Regions from separate parts of the Ovis aries genome. Here regions 1 and 2 are each linked to region 3. A link is a contact called in public Hi-C data. All regions are on one chromosome and are shown on one strand. The core of a region is the stretch at or near the end of the contact, and the rest is flanking DNA. Distances in the headings are between cores, read along the strand shown.

Evidence for each region. Hi-C and Micro-C count contacts between places; a contact is called where the count stands out from the background.
Region 1: a Hi-C map of tail adipose tissue shows a contact between it and region 3, with 2.1 times the contacts expected there. The contact joins the promoter of LMO4 here to the enhancer-like site in region 3. A contact is called at or near these places in 3 of 16 Hi-C or Micro-C datasets (mixed tissues and tail adipose tissue).
Region 2: a contact with region 3 is called in a Hi-C map of tail adipose tissue, with 7 times the contacts expected there. The contact joins two enhancer-like sites. A contact is called at or near these places in 4 of 16 Hi-C or Micro-C datasets (blood, hypothalamus, liver and 1 more).

Annotation. Positions count from the first base shown.
Region 1 is chr1:64,440,188-64,442,887 of ARS-UI_Ramb_v3.0, reverse strand. LMO4 (LIM domain only 4) reads right to left here and starts at 1,331. Exons shown (of 4, transcript XM_060400647.1): 1 at 984-1,331.
Region 2 is chr1:64,399,126-64,401,825 of ARS-UI_Ramb_v3.0, reverse strand. No RefSeq gene overlaps it. Among named protein-coding and RNA genes, the nearest start is that of LMO4, 41 kb to the left of the region's middle. Within about 2 kb of position 1,450, at least 10 of the 54 cell types and tissues checked have an H3K27ac peak or open chromatin away from gene starts, as enhancers often do. A contact at or near this core is called in tail adipose tissue, where this site is marked.
Region 3 is chr1:65,107,841-65,110,540 of ARS-UI_Ramb_v3.0, reverse strand. It overlaps the pseudogene LOC101113557. Among named protein-coding and RNA genes, the nearest start is that of TRNAE-CUC, 140 kb to the right of the region's middle. Within about 2 kb of position 1,305, at least 4 of the 54 cell types and tissues checked have an H3K27ac peak or open chromatin away from gene starts, as enhancers often do. A contact at or near this core is called in tail adipose tissue, where this site is marked.

The DNA of each region.
Region 1 (2,700 bases), core at 82-2,581, 670 kb after region 3:
CCCCATCTTTGGTGAGAGGTAAATATATATGTATTTTTTTTAAAGGAAACACTACACTGAGAAAAGCATCCAGTAACCCCATTAGCTAAAGCTCTTAAGGACAAGCAATACCTTAATGCTGATTAAATCTAAAAGAGATGAATCAAGAGGACTGACCAGAAACTGACTCCCCTGATAACTAAGGACGGGCCCTCATCAAGTTTCATTTAGAGTTGGGGAAAAAAAAAGAAAGAAAGCTTTTAAGTTAAATAGGCTTATACTCTAGTAATTACATAGCCAAGCAATTTAGGTCCTGGGATAGTCAGTGAAATAGAAAGCAGAACTGGCAGCTAGAGGCAAAATCTGCCCCCCTTTAACAACGTCTCTGGTGTTTTTTAATGGAGACCAAGGGAGGGACAAACGTAGCGCTGGCAATTTGTAGTACAAAAATGGATGCTTAATTCATGTCTTGATTTTAATTAGGTGATTCACCGGATTTCTTCTGGATTGGAACAAAAGACTTATAAGCCAAGAGGAATTTTTTAAAAGAACCATCAATACCCAATCTTGCTCACTTAGATCCTTTCTGCCACTGTTTTAAAAATAGTGTGTGGGGGGTGGGGGGGGGTGGAGTGGAGGGTCGTGACTATTTCCCCCACACTACTTCTCAGACTTAAACCCTTATAGCACATCCAGCCTTTCCCTTCAGAACTGAAAATATACCCACCCACCCCCCTCCAAGGTCTCCAACAGACCCATCTCCAAGAAGAACCCTTTTGTAAGCAGGAACCGCTACAAAGCTGGCGGCCCGGGGCTGTCCTCCGTGCTAGCTCGCAGGCCGGCCTCGGTAGTTTCAGACTCGCGCATTATCTAAGCCGACGTATTGTTTACTTGCAATTTGGGACGGTCAAGGGAAGGAAGCCAAAGAAAACAGCCCCGGCCCAAATCGGCCCTCTCCTCTTTCTCCCCGCTCCCTGCCCGCGGCTCCCCAGCCGTCCCCTTACCTGCTTTTCCCCTATATTGCAATATTGCGAGGCGACGGCGGCGAAATGCGAGCGAAGCCGCTCGGCTTCCAAGGAAGGGGCGCCTCGGCTGGCGGAGCTGGAGGGAGGGGGGATGTTCTCGCAGAAGCAGGAAAGGGGAGGAGGGGGCTAAGGGCCGCTTTTTTTTTTTAACGCGCAGCTCTGAGGCTGGGTTGGGGGGCCCCGCGTAAGTGGCGGGCGGCGGGGAGCAGAAGTGTCAGTCTCGGTCCTCGCCGTTCTCCTCCGCCTCCGGCTCCGCGCGAGCAGCTGCAGGAGCCCTCGGCCCGCGCAGCGCGGCGCAGCGGCAGCAACTGCTGCAATCGCTGCTGCAAGTTTGGCAATGTGGCTTCACTTTGTATATTCCCCCGCCCGGCGGCCCCCGCCCCGCCCGCGCTCCTCCTCCTCCTCCTCCGCCTGCCTCCCTCCCGCGCGCCCGCCCGCTCGCTCGGGGCTGCTGGCGGCGGCAGCGGCTCGGCCGAGCTTCCTGCACCTCCAGCCGGGGAGCGGCCGCAGACACAACAGCCCCGGGAGCAGTGGCGGCGGCGGCCGGGGGGCGAGTGCTCCCGGGAGGCGGGGAGCTGTGGCCGGCGGGGCCCGGCGCGCCGGAGCCTGCGCCGCTGCCGGGGCTGCTGCTGCCCGGCTCGGAGGCGGCGGCGGCGGCGGCGCTGGCCTCTAGCCGGCTCGCTCGCTCCCTCCGCGGCTCTTACACATGTGTTACTGACAGAGCAAAATCCCAACTACTCCCCGGCTCTGCCGCCGACGTCAGCGACCCTCAGCCACTGGGCGGCCGGATTGTTCAGGCGGAATAATAAAACCTGCCAATCCGGGCAAGGACAAAGGGATGACTGAAACGAGACTCCGGGGGCGGGGGAGAGAGCCAGGCGGAGGAGCGGGCCGAGACTGGAGCGGGGAAGGGCCGGAATCAGGTGGGGAGAAGTCACCCAGGCGCCGCAACCCCGCCGGGGCGGTCCCCCGCGGCCCAGGAGGGCGAGTCGAGGCACCCGGGACCCACTTGCCCTCCGTGCGCGCGAGGTATCCCTGGGACCCGCCCCACTAGTCCCTCGGGGACAGCCCGCCCCTCGCGCCGAGAGGAGCCCTTTAGGAAAACTTACTTCACATCTGCCTTGGAAATGGGTCTCTGTTAGGGTAGAAAGGCTTTCCTGAGATCTCCGAGCTGTGGAGATCTGTGCTGTGTTTTTTGAGGTGTTGTTTTTGTTTTTTAAATTCACCATGTTAGAAATTTATGAACCTTAGTGGAAGTTTAATTCACAAGGTAGAAACAGGAACTCGGTAGTTCCGAAACACTGCCTGCTTACTTCCTCTTCTTCCCATCAATCCATATATAATCTAAGGGCCCAGTAGGCATTTCATAAGTATTGATCAACGTTGGTAAAAAAGATCACACAGTCTACTTTCAAAGTTCAGGAAAACTTTAGGGAAAAAACCCTTGCCCCTTGTATCCACCCCCATTGTAGAGGATGAGAAGCCAAATTTCTCTTAGCCCTCAGAGTGATGGAAGTTATCGCAGTATGAGAAATCCCACAGCCTCTGGAGAGTAAGAAAAGTTATTTCTAGTGTAAATCAAGTTTTGAGGAAAGCTTTGAGGGTGGTAGTCTGAGTGTCTCATTCTAGTACCGCAGTTCAGCCTAGATGCTTAAATACCTAGTCCTTCAACTTTTATCTGCTTTGCCAAATAGGT
Region 2 (2,700 bases), core at 201-2,700, 710 kb after region 3:
GCCAGAAACATGCTCCCCTCCTGGCCTTGAACATTCTCTGGGGCTTGGATTGGAATCTGGCTACTCTTTGGCATTGCCGTAATTACATTGGTCAAGGCCTGTGTTCCTGACAAAGAAAACATTCCTCTAACTCAACCTGAGTAATCCTTAATGAGTCCTTGTATCTTGTGATAAATTTCATAATTATTCAGCCCCTACCACTAACACCGAAATTCATCAGTCAAAGCAAATTAGCCGAGATTCATTAGAATAAGACATCTAGTAGGCACATGTACTTTATTAGCCTCTTACACCAATAGTTTTAATTAGGTACATATTTCACAGCTCTCGAGCTACTCCAGTGAAGGGCTGCCTTTATCTCTTTTATTTACAGTAACAAGCTATCAAACAAACACCACCATAATTAAACTTGGATATAAAAAAACTTGGTTTATTAATGGCAGCCTATTCGAGCCTTGGATTTCTGAAATCTGTACAAAACAGATATTTTTATTAATTAAATAAATACTATTCAATTAAACTGAAAAGATGAAGCGGTGCAGGAGGGGCCTTGAGCTCGAGTCAAGAGTGAGATTCTCTTCTTCCTTCCCGGCTGATGGTTTCCTCTAGCTCACCTTCAGCAGGGGGAAAAAAATCTCTTCATCAGATATTTTAGTGATGAGAAAAGTGATTAAAATCCAGAACATTTTAAAATTATTAATAAGGAATTTAAATGATGTTATAAAAAAGGGAAATACAGGAGAAAATGTTACACATTCATAGAATTTTGGCTCATGCATAATAAACAGTTGAAAACATTTTACTTATAATACCACTCAAATTAAAGAGGCAAGAAGCCATGCCACACGCTTTTATACGCGGGTGTCAATAAATGACAAATGGCGCCATCTGCTGGTCTTCCGGTTAAACACTTTCTATTCAGAGCCCAGTTGTCAGAGCCATCAGTTCTGAAAGTGAAAGTCGCTAAATCCTGCCCGACTCTTTGCGACTCCATGGACTATATAGCCCATGTAATTCTCCAGGCCAGAATACTGGAGTGGGTAGCCGTTCTCTTCTCCAAGGGATCTTCCCAACCCAGGGATCGAACCCAGGTCTCCCTCATCAGTTCTGAGGTTATCAAAAATAAAGGAAAGATAAAACTCCCTGTCTACAAATACTTCCCATATGGGTAGACAACGTATAACCCTATGAGAGAGGCAAAGTTTGAGCTTAATTCTGAAAGTTTCATCCAGAGGCTACAGGCAAGACAACAGGAGAGACTGCTAACCTTTCCGGTCTCTTAAGAGTCAACGCGAGTTGAGCTCTAACTGAGGTGAACACTAAAGAATCACAGTCAAATCCTCAAAAGGCACGGAGCGCGAAGAAAAACGGCAAAGTGCGCTCTCAGTTGAGGGACTAATGACGCCGACTGCCTGGGAACCCTGCGTTCCTGGATCACTCTGCGGGGAGAAGCACGGAACTTTGGAAAGGGACAACTGAGCTCTCTGGCTGACTCTGACTCCATCCATCAAGTCCTGCTCTGGAATATTGTTTCTTTGTTTCCGTTTCCACCTCGCTCTTACTTGTTTCTGGCCCTGTGCATAAATATGAAATTCCTCACTCTTCAGACCTCCCAGGGGCTGGTGTGAAACCAATAAAATAAAATCATTTTAATATAAATGAGCTGGATCGATTAACTAAACTAGTTTATACAAACCATTGAACAAAAATATATGTGGGACAACCTCTGAATAACTTCTTTTAAAATTCAAACTCTCAAAAAGAGAAGACCTATCCATAATCCCAGTTTCTGCAAGAAGTCTTCCCTCTCTTTAAGCTTGACCAACTAAATCAGTCCTTCGGAGGCCATCAATATTTGCCAATTGAAAATCTACATTTCCAGACACCACAGTCACGAGGACCTTTCTCCCGGGCCACATTTTGGAGTAAAATGTGAAATCCGACAATTTTTAAGACTCCTTTATTGTTGTTATAATATTGCTCACAAGAAACAGCAGAGAAAATAATTTACATTTTTATAGGAAATCGTTTAAAAGGTTATTGTGAATAAAAGTGTTATTAACAAAATTTGAGTAACTTTGTATTGCTTCTGCCCTTTCTGTGAGGTAGAACTCAGAAAGTTTCTTCCAATGGGACTGCTGTAAGAAGAGATTACCCCTGGTTCAGGCTGCCAGTTTATAAGGCAGGTTACTCACAATGTAGGGTTGATTGTGTGGGTGTAGGTGTGAATGAATTTCTTCAAGTCCATCTTCTTTGGGGCTTAAACGCCTGGGAAAATCGGAAGCAGCATGGAAAAACTTCCTGCTTGGGAGAATCAGCTACCTTGGAAATATTCCCTACTGTGAGTGAACAGTTCATTTTAATTCTGTGAGTTCCTTTCCAGGGCTCTGTCTTCCTTAGTGGCCCTATACCTACGATAGGAGTCCGTATCAATAGCCTCTGTTTTGTGGCCTTGGCCCTCTCTTCTTTTCTCAGCTCACTCTGGAGTCACAAATCTTTCACAGCCCTGGGGACTCCAAAGAACAAGTGTCTTTTCTGTTCAATAAACAAGATCCCTGCGTCCCTTGCTGGTACAGAATTTTAGCTTGAGGTCATGAAAAAGTTCTGAAGATAGCTAGTGGTAATGGTTGTACAACAATGTGCTATCCTTAATGCCACTGAATTGCATGCTTATAAAGGATTAAAATGGTGAATTTTATA
Region 3 (2,700 bases), core at 56-2,555:
CAAATCCGTGGTGTAATTTTTTGTTCTTTTTGGATATCAGCACTCATCTATACAGTTGGTCCTCCATATCCTTTGGTTCCACATCCGTGGATTCAACCAACCACAGATAGGAAATATTTGAAAAAAATTCCAGAAAGTTCTATGAAGCAAAACTCGAATTTGTTGTACACCGGCAACTATTTACATAGCATTTACATTGTATTTACAACTATTTACATAGCATTTACATTGTATTAGGTATTGTAAGTAATCTACAGATGATTTAAAGTATATGGGAGGATATGTGTAGGTTATATGTAAATACCATGCTATTTTATGTAAGAGACTTGAGCATCTGAGGATTTTTGTATCTGAGGGAGTCCTGGAATTATTCTCTGCAGATACCAAAGTAATGTTATCTGAGGTTTGCCAAGTTCAGTTTTTCTCTTGATAAGAAGAATCCTCTAAGCAAGATTATTGCTTTTAAGTGTTCTAACGTACATTTTTCGAAGATGAACCAATGCTTTTGCCCAGCAGAGCTTGTCCACATCATGTCTGGATTACAACCGTATAGCTTTCCTTTATTTTCATTTGTTTGCTCCCACCCTATCCAAACACATTAATACGTGGTCCAGATAATGTATTCCATATGTTTAATTAGCCATTACATGAAACATAGGAAGGTGTGGCTCTTATAATATTTTTTCCATTTTCTCCCAGTTTCCTGAATTTTAACTCACATTCTCTGGTGGATTTTTGTTGTTATTTTTTGTTGTTTAAAAAAAAAATCTTTTTGTAATAAAGAATCTGTTCAGACTAAATTTATCAAACTGCTTCAAGTTTTAGATTTTCTTCTGATAATAAAATTTCAGTTCCATCTATAGACAGATTAAATTAATTCTGTCCTACTTTACTCAATGTGTATAATGAGTCATTACTCAATTAACAAATACACATAATAAAATATTACTTAAATAAACTGTGTTAAGGAGTTCCCTTTTATAAAGTGTCTGGATTTTTAAATTGCATTTAAAATGTTTATAATTTACAAATTTCTGCTTAAATGGTTTTCTTGGTAAGATTTTAATTTCTTGCAGAATGTCTAATATGTCTTGACTATGTTCTGATGTCAAAAAAAAAAAAAAAGAAAGAAAGAAAATGACCAACACTTCATTTGGAGACTATTCAGAAATTTTTTTCCTTGGACTAATTGATTACCTGTAACAACGGGCCTGAAATGCCCCCACGGAGCACATGGCCAGCCGTGGGGTGATTCACTATGGCGTAACTGAGAGAGATTATGAAGCCCAGGATTGCGATGGTGCCAGTTCATGCCTTTTCAGTGAGAAAGCACTCAAGTTCCACAGAGTGTTAATCTGGCCGCAGAATGGGAGACAGCTAAGTCTGCCTGGAATGTCTGGCTGCTGGTTGGCAGACATAGCCCTTTCTTCACCTTGGGTCTGCTGGGTTAAGGATGCTTTCATAGTAATTTTCCAATGTCTTCCTTGATCAGTCGACTGCAGCATTTTATCATTTTGCAGATTTTGTTTTCTTCATGGGTTATTACTTCCACTGAACTGCACTTAACATCTATTAGCTGAGGTCTCCAGAAGATCAAAGTCCCTCTGTGTCTGATTATTCTGCTCTTTGCAATTTGTGTCTCCCCCTCACCCCGCCCCACTCCTCTCCAAACCAGGAGCCTTGCACGTTTACAGATTTGGTTTCAGTGTCTTTCCCTAAATTGTTTATAGACAGAAAAGCATCATAAACAGGACCTCGTGTCTCTAGAAGGAGAATAAGAGGAAAAAAGTGAAGACAGCCATAGTAATGCTTGTGTTATTTCTATCTCAATATGAATCTTTTAATACTCACACTTAATTTTTTTTTTTTTTTTTCCTGTTTGAAATGGAGCAGGTGAGGGTGGGAGAAAGGGAGAGAAGGAGGGAGGGGGGAGTGCTCATGTCATATTAGTTAACTTTCTGTTGAAGTTTAGTCTCTTTTCTAATCATTCACTCTACTCCCATCCCCTCCTTCCAAGGCCTTGTCTGGTCTCCCCAGTTTTAGTTAAAAACATTAGTACTGTCTTTTTTGGGAACCTGTTCACAGGGCCAATATTCCATTCATTTTATGGTTTACTGTTAACCTTAATGACTAGGTTCTAATGGAGGATTTTATTCCCCTTTTAAGCCTTTAGTAAATAATAATCATCCTCTAAATTTGGTCTCCCAGCTGTGATGTACAGAAGATCTTCTATCAAATTCCAACCTTGTCTCAACAATAGACTAAAGCTGGCCAGATCAGGGTATTTGCAAGAGCCCTAGAAGGAGTATTTTTAGAAGCTACATAAGAGGCCCAGTACCCATCTATCAGCAGACATGAAGTGGGTGCTTGTGAGTTGAGATAGGTATTAAAAACTCAAACTACGTGTGGTAACTGAAAAAAAAATAATAAGGATATTTGAATCTGAGGAGACTTGAAATAAAGACCAGGGGCTTTCTTTGAAAGGATATTGTCCATGGTGAAAAAAAGAAATCCAAGCAAGAAAGAGAAAAAAGAGAGAAAGTATGTGTTCGAGCACGGCTTCTCCAACTTGAATTTGTGTACAGATCACATGGTGACCTTGTTAAAATGGAGGCTCTGATCCCAAAGACTGAGATGGGATATGAGAATTTAACCTGCTCCCAAGTGACTCAGATGCTGCATATCCAGAGATCACAGTTG